Linked DNA regions of Mus musculus: region 2 is linked to region 1. Evidence: chromatin contacts called from public ChIA-PET data. All regions are on one chromosome and are shown on one strand. The core of a region is the stretch at or near the end of the contact, and the rest is flanking DNA. Distances in the headings are between cores, read along the strand shown.

Region 1 (5,337 bases), core at 916-3,415:
TGCAATCTCTTGTCTTCCATGGGTTCTCCACATTAAAGTGTGTTCCCTGATAGAAGTTCAAAGACGGCTAGAGAGCATGAAACGCAGGCACTCACCACTTTCCTGGCTCTCTCGGGACCATTGTGATTTAAAGAAAAGATTCTGGTTAGAATCGCCCGTTTCAGAATGATGCTGTCTTTGTGTCTATCACCCCAATGACCTTCTTCCATGTTTTCTCAGATCAGACTGTGTGCTAACAACGAGCTTGTCTCCCTGTCTACTGACCTTCGGCTCTGCTGTGGGCTTCACAGCACAGCATCTCTTCCAAAAGAGGGTCTAGTTTTGCATCCAATATGATCCCAGGAGCCAATCTAAGGCCCCTAGATGTAAATTGCAGACAGTCAGATTTACCTTAAGAGAGAAATATGATTTAATTAAGAAAATTATTTTATGTATATGGGTGTTCTGCCTGCATGCATGACTATATGCCATGTGTATGCCTGGTACTTGCCAAAAGAGGCCACCAGATCACTTAGACCTGGAGTTACAGCCAGTTCTGAGCGGCCACGAGGGTGTGGGCAATCAAAACTGTGTCCCCTGGAAGAGCAGCCTTCAACGGCTAAGCATCTTTCTATCCTAAGGAAATTATTCCCGACCAATTCTTTGTGTACAGAACATTTTCCTTTGGAAGGAAGGCAGTGGGTTCCATCGACAGCAGTGAAAATTTATGCTGCAGAAGCAATTCTATCGAGAGGCATCTGATTAGTTTACCTTTAGATCCCTATTCCAAACCTAGAGATTCTGCCCAAGTAAGTTTAATCTTGGGAATTGTCCTACAGTGGTCAAAGGGAGCGAGCTGTGGTAGAGCAATGGTTGGCGTAAGTTTTGTTTCTTGGTTCCTTGATGCCTGAGCCACAGGTCTCAAATATAACCAGTAACGACCTCAGCAGAGGAGGGTTCCGGACAGACGTGAGACAAGGCCGGTAGAGAAGGTCCCCTGGCAGACACAGGTGAGGCTGTTCTGATGTTTGTCACAAAAACTATTTTTAGATGGTCTGGCCTGACCATAGTCCAAATGATAAAATTCTTAATGTCTGAGGATTTTATACAGGCATAAAATGAATTCTGGTCCAGTCTACTGCTTCTCTTCCCCCTACCTTCTCCATCTCCCGCATCCTTTTCCCTCCCAACTTCATAGACTCTATATTAGAAACAACAGCAACAAGCGGGAGCAGAGGTTGCATTGCAGGGACCACGTCTTCCTCAGCAGCCTCCTCAGGTAGGTGTGGGACTTCATGCGAAAGCCACTTTGCAAAGAATGTTACTGATCTGAGGATTAAATTCCTGATCAGACCTTTAGCTGAAGTCCAGAGGTCTTCTCCCTCTCTTGGTATGAGCTATTGTGGTGGCACTTGGAGCGTTATCTCGCCTCTTCCTCCACTGGTGCCTCTATCTCATCCTCCCGCCTCCTCTCCATCTGAAATTTTCTGTCACGTGATGGAAGAAGGCCGCAGAGACTTATCATGTTTTGCCATTCTCCTGGGAGACCTGAAGAACAAACAGAAAATCAGTCTGATAAAAAAAACATAGTTGCAACTGGCTTGAAAAGCATGAAGAAGAAATCGGAGCAGCCCAGCCCAGCCCACATCAAAAGCCCAGCTGTTGGGGTATACCTTTCAAATTCCATTAGCTGCAGAGGCCACAGAAGGGGCCCACGGAGTGGAGGCGGTTTTGAAGAAAGACAAAAGGTCATTGTGATTTTTTTTTTTAAAAGAGCTTGAATAACAAGCTTGGGGTGGAGTGGGGTGTGAGGGGTGAGCATACTGAACCCGAGACTCTGCCCTCAGTGGCCAAGAAGTGATTTCTTTTCTCTGCTAATTTTACTTCATGAGAAGACACTTTTGGTCCTTTTTTGGGTGGTTTTTATTGATGGATATTTGACAACTCTTCCCAACTCCATCTCTGCTCCATCCATTCGTCCTCTTCTTTCCCATCATCCCTCCCTTCCTCTCTCATTAAATCGCATTGGTAGTTCCACTCAAGGGCACACTTGTTCAATGGATTTGGCTAAGTTAAACGGGAGCAGTGAGCAACTTGGGTATGGTGGAGGGTGGAGGATCTGTTTGAGCCTTTACCACGTGGACTTTGAGAGGAGAGGGAGTGGCTCTGAGTTGGCGCTGAGCAGGTGTTTTTTTTTGATGATGCAGTAGTCCCCGGATGATGGCCTCCTCGCCTTCTTGGCAAGCGTGTTGTAAACAGTGTCATTACAAGGTCATTGCCATTCTGTTTGCTTAGACTGCCTTGCTGGGCAATGTCAGTGACTAGACAATTATTTTCTGTGATGTCACCAGGGTTTCAGGAATGACTGCTGCTAAGCACAGCAGACAAGCACTAAAGTCACCTGACTCGATGTTGGGTTTTGAATTATCCTAATAGTTCACATCTGAAAACTAACAGAGCAGTTTATTCTCAGGAGCCCAAACCATTAGAGTACCATTTGGCAATTCCATGGATCTGTGGAGAAGGATGCTTAAGGGAGTTTCCATAGAAAGCAGGAGAAGTCCCAGGGGAAAGAGGTGATGCATCAACTCGCTAAAGCCAAAGGGAACTGGAAGCTTCCTGTTTTTGGAAAGATATGAAAGTAATCATTTGTGGTTTATAGTTTAGGTGTGAACCTGGCTATGCTGGTGCATGCCTGTACATTCCAGAGCCTGGGAGGTGGTGGCAGGAGAGATCCGAGTGAGAAACAAACAGCAGCAGCAACAACAACAGAAAAACCACTTTGGGATCAGATTTTTCTGGGACAAACCTTATTTTTACGATTGCTCTGACTTAAGAAATTTTCTAAACATTGATTTATTTTCATGTTAGCATATATATGTGTGTGTGTGTGTGTGTGTGTGTGTATAAAATCAGTCAAGATATCTTAGGACTCTCAGTAATGGAAACTTTAACTCCAGCTAGCTTAAAGAAAAAGTCAGCAGAATTCTGAACTACACTGAGTGAGCTTCAGGCCTTGTCTGATCCAGAATTTCCAAGGCCTCCAGTTTTTGGTTTGTTTGTTTTCTCTGGCTACACATCCTTGTTTTGGCTCTGTCATGGGGTTGCCTGGCCCCAGAGCAGTAACAGCGGTCCTGGACTGTATATCCTGACAGGTAGGGGTCTTTTCCTTCTGGTAGGAGGGAGAAGGGTCTTGTGATGACTAATTTTGTCACTTCAGCAGGATCTAGAATGACCCAGGAGACAAACCTCTGGGCATGTCTATGAGAAAGTACCTAGTTTGGGTTAGTTGAGATGGTAAGTAAGAGCTCTCTCTAAATGTTTGACGCCCTGCCCCCAATACCCTGGACTGGGGTCTGGGACTGAATACAAAATGGAACAAGAACTAAGCATGAACGTTCACTTTTATCTGGTTCCCATAAATAATATATGGCCAGCTGCCTCCTACTGCTACTTCCTGGCCTTTCTCCCAAAGACCCTCAAACTATGAGCTAAGCAAATCTTCCTTTCCTTAGGCTGTCCTTGTCAGGTGTTTTGACACAGCGGGGCATAAAGCAGTTAATACATGTGTTTCCTCTAAGAAGCCCTCAGCAAACTCATCTTTGTGTCTCAGGTCCCGATTTTGCTGTGAATCCAATTCCGAGGGCTCATCCAGCTCCTAGTCCTGGGAGTGGAGGTAAATTCACACAGACCTCCTGGCTAAGGGCTTAGTCATCAGCAGCCATCACCCAAGCCCTCGGGGTTAACATAAGGGGCTTAGCAGCGAGTGAGCCTGACTATATCAACAGTTATCTCTGTGACCTGAAGACACAGGACTCAGCACCTACCTTCTCTTAACCTTTCACCTGGAATGCCTCTACCACACCCACAGAACCAGATCCTGGCCCCAGCCCGGTACTGGATTGCTCTGGGTGATTAAATCTAGTCTTTTTCTCTCTGCTCACCAGAAGAGAACTCTGGATGAAATGGGAGCTGAAGTGTCCTTTTTGAGATCAAGTGGCTTTTTTTCTCTTTAGGCTCCCCAGGAAGCTTCGCATAAAATAGGTCATTTAATAGCGGAAGGTTTTGAAGCCAGGCAGATTTGGATTTCAGTTGTAGATCTATTTGTGGGGAAGTTGAGCTGTGCCTGGGCACTTTTGCATTGCAAAGAAATAAGTGGTGCATAATATGTACTATGTAAATATCCAGGGTGACTTAAATGACCGCAGCATAGCGCGGGTGAGGCACATGCTGAGGTGTAGGTGGCAGACAAAACAGAAGGGGGAATTGTATGAGTGATTTAATTTCTCCTGTTCGATGTCTTATAATTTGGTGTCTTATTTTTTCTTAGTTTAATAAGGAGGATATGTGTGCATGCCTTATGATGAGGAATCTCAGGGAGCAGGTCCTCCCCCTGCCCCCACCAAGCTGGTGGAGCTCAGCCTTTAGGTGGTTGTTAAAAACAGGTAAATAAGCAACCAACGTTGCTTAGATCCATCCACCCATCGAAGCATCTCTCTCTCTCTCTCTCATCTATCTATCTATCATCTATCTATCTATCTATCTATCTATCTATCTATCTATCTATCTATCTATCTATCTATCCATCTACCATACCCATCCATCCACTCATGGATCCATTCGCTCACCTGCCAACTGTCTACTCACCCGCCCATCTAGCCATCCATCACCTCGATCTCTTTTCTTCGGTTTCCTTTTTTCCTCTCCAACCCTGAATGCTCCTCTGGCTCACTGATGCTACCTAGTGGCAATTGTAGGCATTACTCAGGCTCAGTCTTTGGCGGATACCAGACCAGTTTCAAGGGTTGAGATCCCGCTTCAGGAATGGAGACTCAGAGCTGGAGGAGTTCGAGAGGAACCTGTACTGATAGCCAGTGGTTGATTTTCCTGACACTAGGAAGCTCGGTGAGAGAACCAGATTTGATTCCTGGGGCTGGAAATTTTGTAAAAGGATAATCAGTCATACCACAACACACATTGTGGGTCTGACAATCTGAGGGGAGAAGAGGTGAAGAGCAGGGATTGCTGAGCAGGTAGGTGTGACTGCCAAGTAGCTGAGCCCCCCATGTTGCTGTTGTTGAACAATTCGTTCTACCTCCCTGGCAGTGGCTGCGTGAGTTCCTCATTAGCCACCCCAATGCTCTGGATTCTCAAATGAAAGACACCCACAGACACACAGACACAGACACAGACACACACACAGACACACACACAGACACACACAGACACACACAGACACACACACACACACACCTTTTTATTTAATTTAATTAATTTATTTTGACATTGCAAAATCACTGTTTGCTCAGAAGAACTCTCAAACATCAAGGCACAAAGAACGAAGTCTCCTTGGATGAT
Region 2 (5,337 bases), core at 2,225-4,724, 38 kb before region 1:
AAGCCTAAACCTATCAAATTTAAAGTAAGGCAAGGTCTAGGCATTCACCTACTAAGTGGCAGTAAACGGTGTTCTCTGTCTAGTAAATTTTCCTGACCAATTGGATCACGATGGTGGAAGTAAAGAGGGACCCTACAGCCAACAGTAACAGAAAGAGTACATGCCACTGGGAAACGATACCCTTGGAATGAATGAGTCATCAGGATTCTCTTGTTTCCCTGGCTCATCTGTGTAGGACCACTGCTCATATTTTTTTGTTTTGTTTTGTTTTTTGTTTTTTGGTGGTTTTTGTTTGTTTGTTTGTTTGTTTGTTTTTTGAGACAGGGTTACTCTGTATAGTCCTGGCTGTCCTGGAACTCACTCTTTAGACCAGGCTGGCCTCGAACTCAGAAATCCGCCTGCCTCTGCCTCCCAAGTGCTGGGATTAAAGGCATGCACATATTTTTAATAATGACAACAATACACTTCTTCATACAACACTTCTCTCTGGCTATTTCAATTACAGTTACTAGTCTGTGGGATGTTTTTCTAATATGACTGTTTTCTCTGCTAATACACGTGGAAGATTAAATATATGCAAATAGTTGTTTTTGTTTGTTTGTTTTGTTTTGTTTAAGAGCAAAGAGACAGGAGATTTTGCCTAACTGTCAAACCAGTCAAGACATCTGTAAAGTTGCTGGGCATGGTGGTGAACATCTGTAATTCCAAACTTTAAGAAAAGGGGGTCGGGAGGATTGCTACAAGTAGGAGGCCAGCCTGGGTTACACACTGAGTTAGGAGTCAGTTTTGGTACATAGAGACACTCTATCTCTATAAAGGGAAAAAACTATATCTACAATACCATGACTATGAGAACTGCATAACTATTGTACCAGGATAGATGGATGGGCAGATCAAACAAGAATCAGAGCTATAAGATGTCATCAATAAAGACCATGGTAACTATGCTACTGTGATTCAGTAGAAGAAATGAGGGATCGAGTTGAGGAAATTGGTTCATTCATAGTACAAGGTTTGCACTTTAGAAACTTTTATTTCTTATTTTTAAATATGCACATGCATGTGTGTCTTATATGTGGCCACATGCTTGTGAGTGCAGCTACCTGTACTTGGGGAGGCCAGAAGAGGGAACAGGATGCTGTGGAGGTGGAGGTGGTTGTTAGCTGCCTGAGATGGATGCTAGGACTGAAGTCAGGCCCTCTGCAAGAGCAGGACATGCTCTGAACTGCTGAGCCACCTTTCTGGCTTCTGGTTTAAACTGTAGATGTCTTCTTAGAGCTTGAGTATTCGAGGCACGTTCTCCAATGCAAGGGGCCTCTAGGATCCTGGTAATGGGATGTGGCAAACAGAAAAATTCACATAACAAGAAAGTGGGTTGCCCAACAAATCTATGACTGATGTTCAAACTCACAAGAAACAAGTGAGAAAGCAGTTCATAGACAGTGAGATTATCTTTATAGGTATAATGCTGGCAAAAACTGGAAAGGTAGGTAGCATTATACAAAGCAGAGATCAAAGCAGCAGCTAGGATGCTCCTTCTGCAACTGCCAGTGGCGATGAGGGACTGAGCTGCTAAACGAGCATCCTGGAGGTACCTAGAGAAGTTGAACGAGTAGCCTCATGTTTATAAATACACAAACTCAAACTTGGAGTGTTCTACGGTCTTTACTCACATTTGAGAAATTCTTGTCTGGTCTGTCTGTTTGGCAGATTGCTTCAGGGGGCTTCCCTAGGCTTGTTAAGGTTAAATACCAGGTTCCCTGGCTATGTATCACCCTCTGTTGCTCCTGAGTCACCTCTGGAGCTCTGGCCTGTAGTCAACTTTAAGGCTGATTCCGTGGAATCATGAGAGTAGGAGGCTGAAAGGACTGAGTTTGAGGTTCTAGGATGTGGGGGCCATCAGCCTGTTGGCTCTTGCATCCATTTTTCCTTCAGCAGCTACAGAGCTAAGTTCTACTTTGAATGGTGATTTCTTTTCATTAATAAGGTTCTGGTACCAATGTGATGGGTCCTTGAGACTGTTCACGGGGGTGTTTATTCTTTCTCAATCTTGCCAATAATAGTACCATTTCTGCTGAATGGCACTACCAAACTCCAACCCAGTTTCTAGAAGTTTCTCTCTCGTCTCTTTCAGCTAGAACTCTTTCCCTGTGATTGGTGGACAGTAGGGTGTTGATATTTTGAATCCTCTATGAAAAAAAATTAATCAAAAGAAGGACAAAGAGATGTGGACAGACAGAATGACAATTACTAAAGAATCCTGGGAGTTGAGATATAAAAATCACAAAAGACTCATCTGGTACAGGGAGAGCAGCCATGGGACTAGGGAAGGAGGGGAAGATAAGAAATGTGTCACAGGTGAGAAAAAGCAGGCCTGGATGATCAGGGTGGGGCGGGGAGGGTGCGGGGGGAAGGGCTGGGGGCAAAAGGAAGGAACAGCCTGAGATTGCCAGCAGAGTGACCTCAGGAGAATTAGCAGCTGGGGTGGGGCAGGATGAAGGCAGCAGAAAAATAACACTTTGGGAGTTGTTTTGGCATAGGTGAGAGGGGTAGGGTGCTCATCCCAGAAATCCCAAAGCATGAGATAAAAAAAATAAAACCACTTAAAATGTAGAGTCTGCCAAAAAGGTGGAATATAGGAACTTATTGGGATTTATATGGTTTATATGGGAAAGTAATGGGAACCGAGACTGAGTTCTTAGAGGTTATTAGACATAAATGGTGTGTGTGTGTGTGTGTGTGTGGCCAGAAGACTTGTGTGTGTGTGTGTGTGTGTGTGTGTGTGGCCAGAAGACTTGTGTGTGTGTGTGTGTGTGTGTGGCCAGAAGACTGAAGTCAAACCTAAGGCAGAGTGGTCGGTTTTATAAAGGCATAAGATATATACTTAAATTTGTTGTAAATGTTGAATAATGTTTTAGTATGTGCTGTGTGATGGTTAAGGCACACTTGCTATAAAAATGCTATTTATTGCTTATCTCAAACTCTTCTGAATTAGGCACCTCAGTTTTCATCTGGTGACCAGAAGAGAGATTGCAAAGTTAAATGATTACAGAGGAGGAAGGCTACATTTCCCAGGGGAAGTGGGATGGATAGGGGGCAGGCACAGTGGGGGGTTAGGGCAGCCTTGAACACCTGGCACACATTCCTGGTTGCAGCTGGCTGATGTTCAGGGAAGGGACTTCAACAGAGGATTCAACTCCCTATGCTCAGATGTGGAGATATCTTCTCTAGCCGAACTCCTTGGTCTTTTCCCCATGCCTCAGCACCAACAGGCCTCTCAGGACACACCCCAGAGCTGCGGAAGAGCTAATGTCCTCAAGGGGTATCCAGCGCTGACTTGCTGAGTTGGACCTCAGGCAGGCAAGCCTGGTTTACCAGCCTTCTCAGTTAGCACAGAGACGCCAATTGGAACTTCGAAGACTTGTCGTCAGAAATTTCTGGGCGGAAACTTCCTGGGGTTGCTGTGAGCTTTTTGAGGCTTCTCAGCTTCAGATGCAAGTGAGTGGGTGTCTCACAGAGAAGCAAAGAGAAGAGAACAGGAGAAAGGTGTTTCCCTTGACTGCGGAAACTTTATAAAGAAAACTTAGCTTCTCTGGAGCAGTCAGCGTCAGAGTTCTGTCCTTGACACCTGAGTCTCCTCCACAAGGCTGTGAGAAGGAAACCCTTTCCTGGGGCTGGGTGCCATGCAGCAGCCCATGAATTACCCATGTCCCCAGATCTTCTGGGTAGACAGCAGTGCCACTTCATCTTGGGCTCCTCCAGGGTCAGTTTTTCCCTGTCCATCTTGTGGGCCTAGAGGGCCGGACCAAAGGAGACCGCCACCTCCACCACCACCTGTGTCACCACTACCACCGCCATCACAACCACTCCCACTGCCGCCACTGACCCCTCTAAAGAAGAAGGACCACAACACAAATCTGTGGCTACCGGTGGTATTTTTCATGGTTCTGGTGGCTCTGGTTGGAATGGGATTAGGAATGTATCAGCTCTTCCACCTGCAGAAGGAACTGGCAGAACTCCGTGAGGTAAGCCTAGCACATGGATTAGCAGCCCTCGCGTTCCTGGCTGCAACCTGACTCTGCTGCGTGGGAGTAGGGACTTGCTATGGCCCATGTGGGCTACTGTGTTGCTTGCAATGATTTGGGGTTGTTGTTGTTGTTGTTGTTTTTAAAGGCAAGGATCTTTTCAATCCCCTCTAATTTAGAAAAGAGTTCTTAGAGTCTCTTTAGAGTTGGAGAATCAGGCGCACACGCCCTCAAAGAGAGTTGTTCTCAACCTGTGGGTTGCGACCCCTTAGTGAGGGGAGTCAAACCACTATTTTACGGGGGTTACATACCAGATATTCGGCATCTCAGATATTTACATTATGGGTTTGTAACTGTAGCAAAGTTTCAGTTATGAAGTAACCATGAAATCATTTTATGGTTGGGGGTTGCCATAACCTTAAGGATGATGCAGCGTTAGAAATGTTGAGAACCACTGCTCACAGGAAGTTATTTTCCATCTTCTAGAGAATTCAAGGCAAATACTTATTCCTCTCTGAGTTGTCAAGGGTGTTTGATGAGCTTCTCGCTGCTTCATGTTTAGTGATTCAAGGATGAAAATCAATTTTGTGTCTTGTTCAGAAGTGTAAATAAATTAATTTTCTTCAAAGAGACTTAGAAGTCTTACTACTACTCTAGATACAATTGTGTGGCTAAACCCTAACTCGGGCCAGGTCTGACATATCTGAGTCCTCTTTCTATGGATTGCTGTGACTTCTGCTTCCTTGGCTTAAATAACTGCACATTTATTCTATGACTCTCTTTCTCTCACTAGTTCACCAACCAAAGCCTTAAAGTATCATCTTTTGAAAAGCAAATAGGTAAGTACTTTTATGTCTGCCTTGTGAGTTCCCATAGCTGGTCTTCAACACTCAATAAAGTTGGGAGGATGCCTAGGATTCTGTGCCTTTCTTGGGCTTATGTTTCCTAGGCATGAAACCCTGAGGAGCTTTTGACTCTTCGTTCAGTGTGGTTCTGTGAACGATGTGAAAATATTGACTGTAGCTTATTGCTCAATATCAGTGTATCTGAATGAACACTGCCCACAACTCAAACGAATTTGGACTTGACTTTGGAAAGAGACACACATATAGCCCTGGACCTTCTCCCTTGGCTCCTTCCAAGGGTATCTTGGTCCCATCTTACGTTGTGGTGGCTGTAACTCCTAGGGACAGAAGGGGAGTAGAGGCAAAAATACTAGATGTAAAATACTAGACCAATTAGGTTCAGTGCCCAAGCCTCCTGTCTGAAACTGGGACTAGGAGAACAGTCCCCCAGTGCCTTGTTACCTATT

What was found. ChIA-PET counts read pairs in DNA pulled down with a chosen protein or histone mark.
Region 2: a contact with region 1 is called in an SMC1A ChIA-PET map of the G1E-ER4 cell line, with 9 read pairs. The contact joins the promoter of Fasl here to the enhancer-like site in region 1. A contact is called at or near these places in 2 of 15 datasets of contacts at CTCF or cohesin (CD8 T cells and the G1E-ER4 cell line), 29 of 484 Hi-C or Micro-C datasets (B cells, CD4 T cells, CD8 T cells and 18 more), 17 of 115 datasets of contacts at active chromatin or transcription factors (CD4 single positive thymocytes, CD8 T cells, DN3 thymocytes and 11 more) and 3 of 9 other capture datasets (adipose tissue, embryonic stem cells and liver).

Annotation. Positions count from the first base shown.
Region 1 is chr1:161,747,714-161,753,050 of GRCm38.p6, reverse strand. It overlaps the pseudogene Gm5049. Among named protein-coding and RNA genes, the nearest start is that of Gm31869, 17 kb to the left of the region's middle. Within about 2 kb of position 2,165, at least 32 of the 459 cell types and tissues checked have an H3K27ac peak or open chromatin away from gene starts, as enhancers often do. A contact at or near this core is called in CD8 central memory T cells, DN3 thymocytes, the G1E-ER4 cell line and 5 more, where this site is marked.
Region 2 is chr1:161,786,632-161,791,968 of GRCm38.p6, reverse strand. Fasl (Fas ligand (TNF superfamily, member 6)) reads left to right here and starts at 3,474. Exons shown (of 4, transcript NM_010177.4): 1 at 3,474-4,025; 2 at 4,819-4,864. The coding sequence starts at 3,684.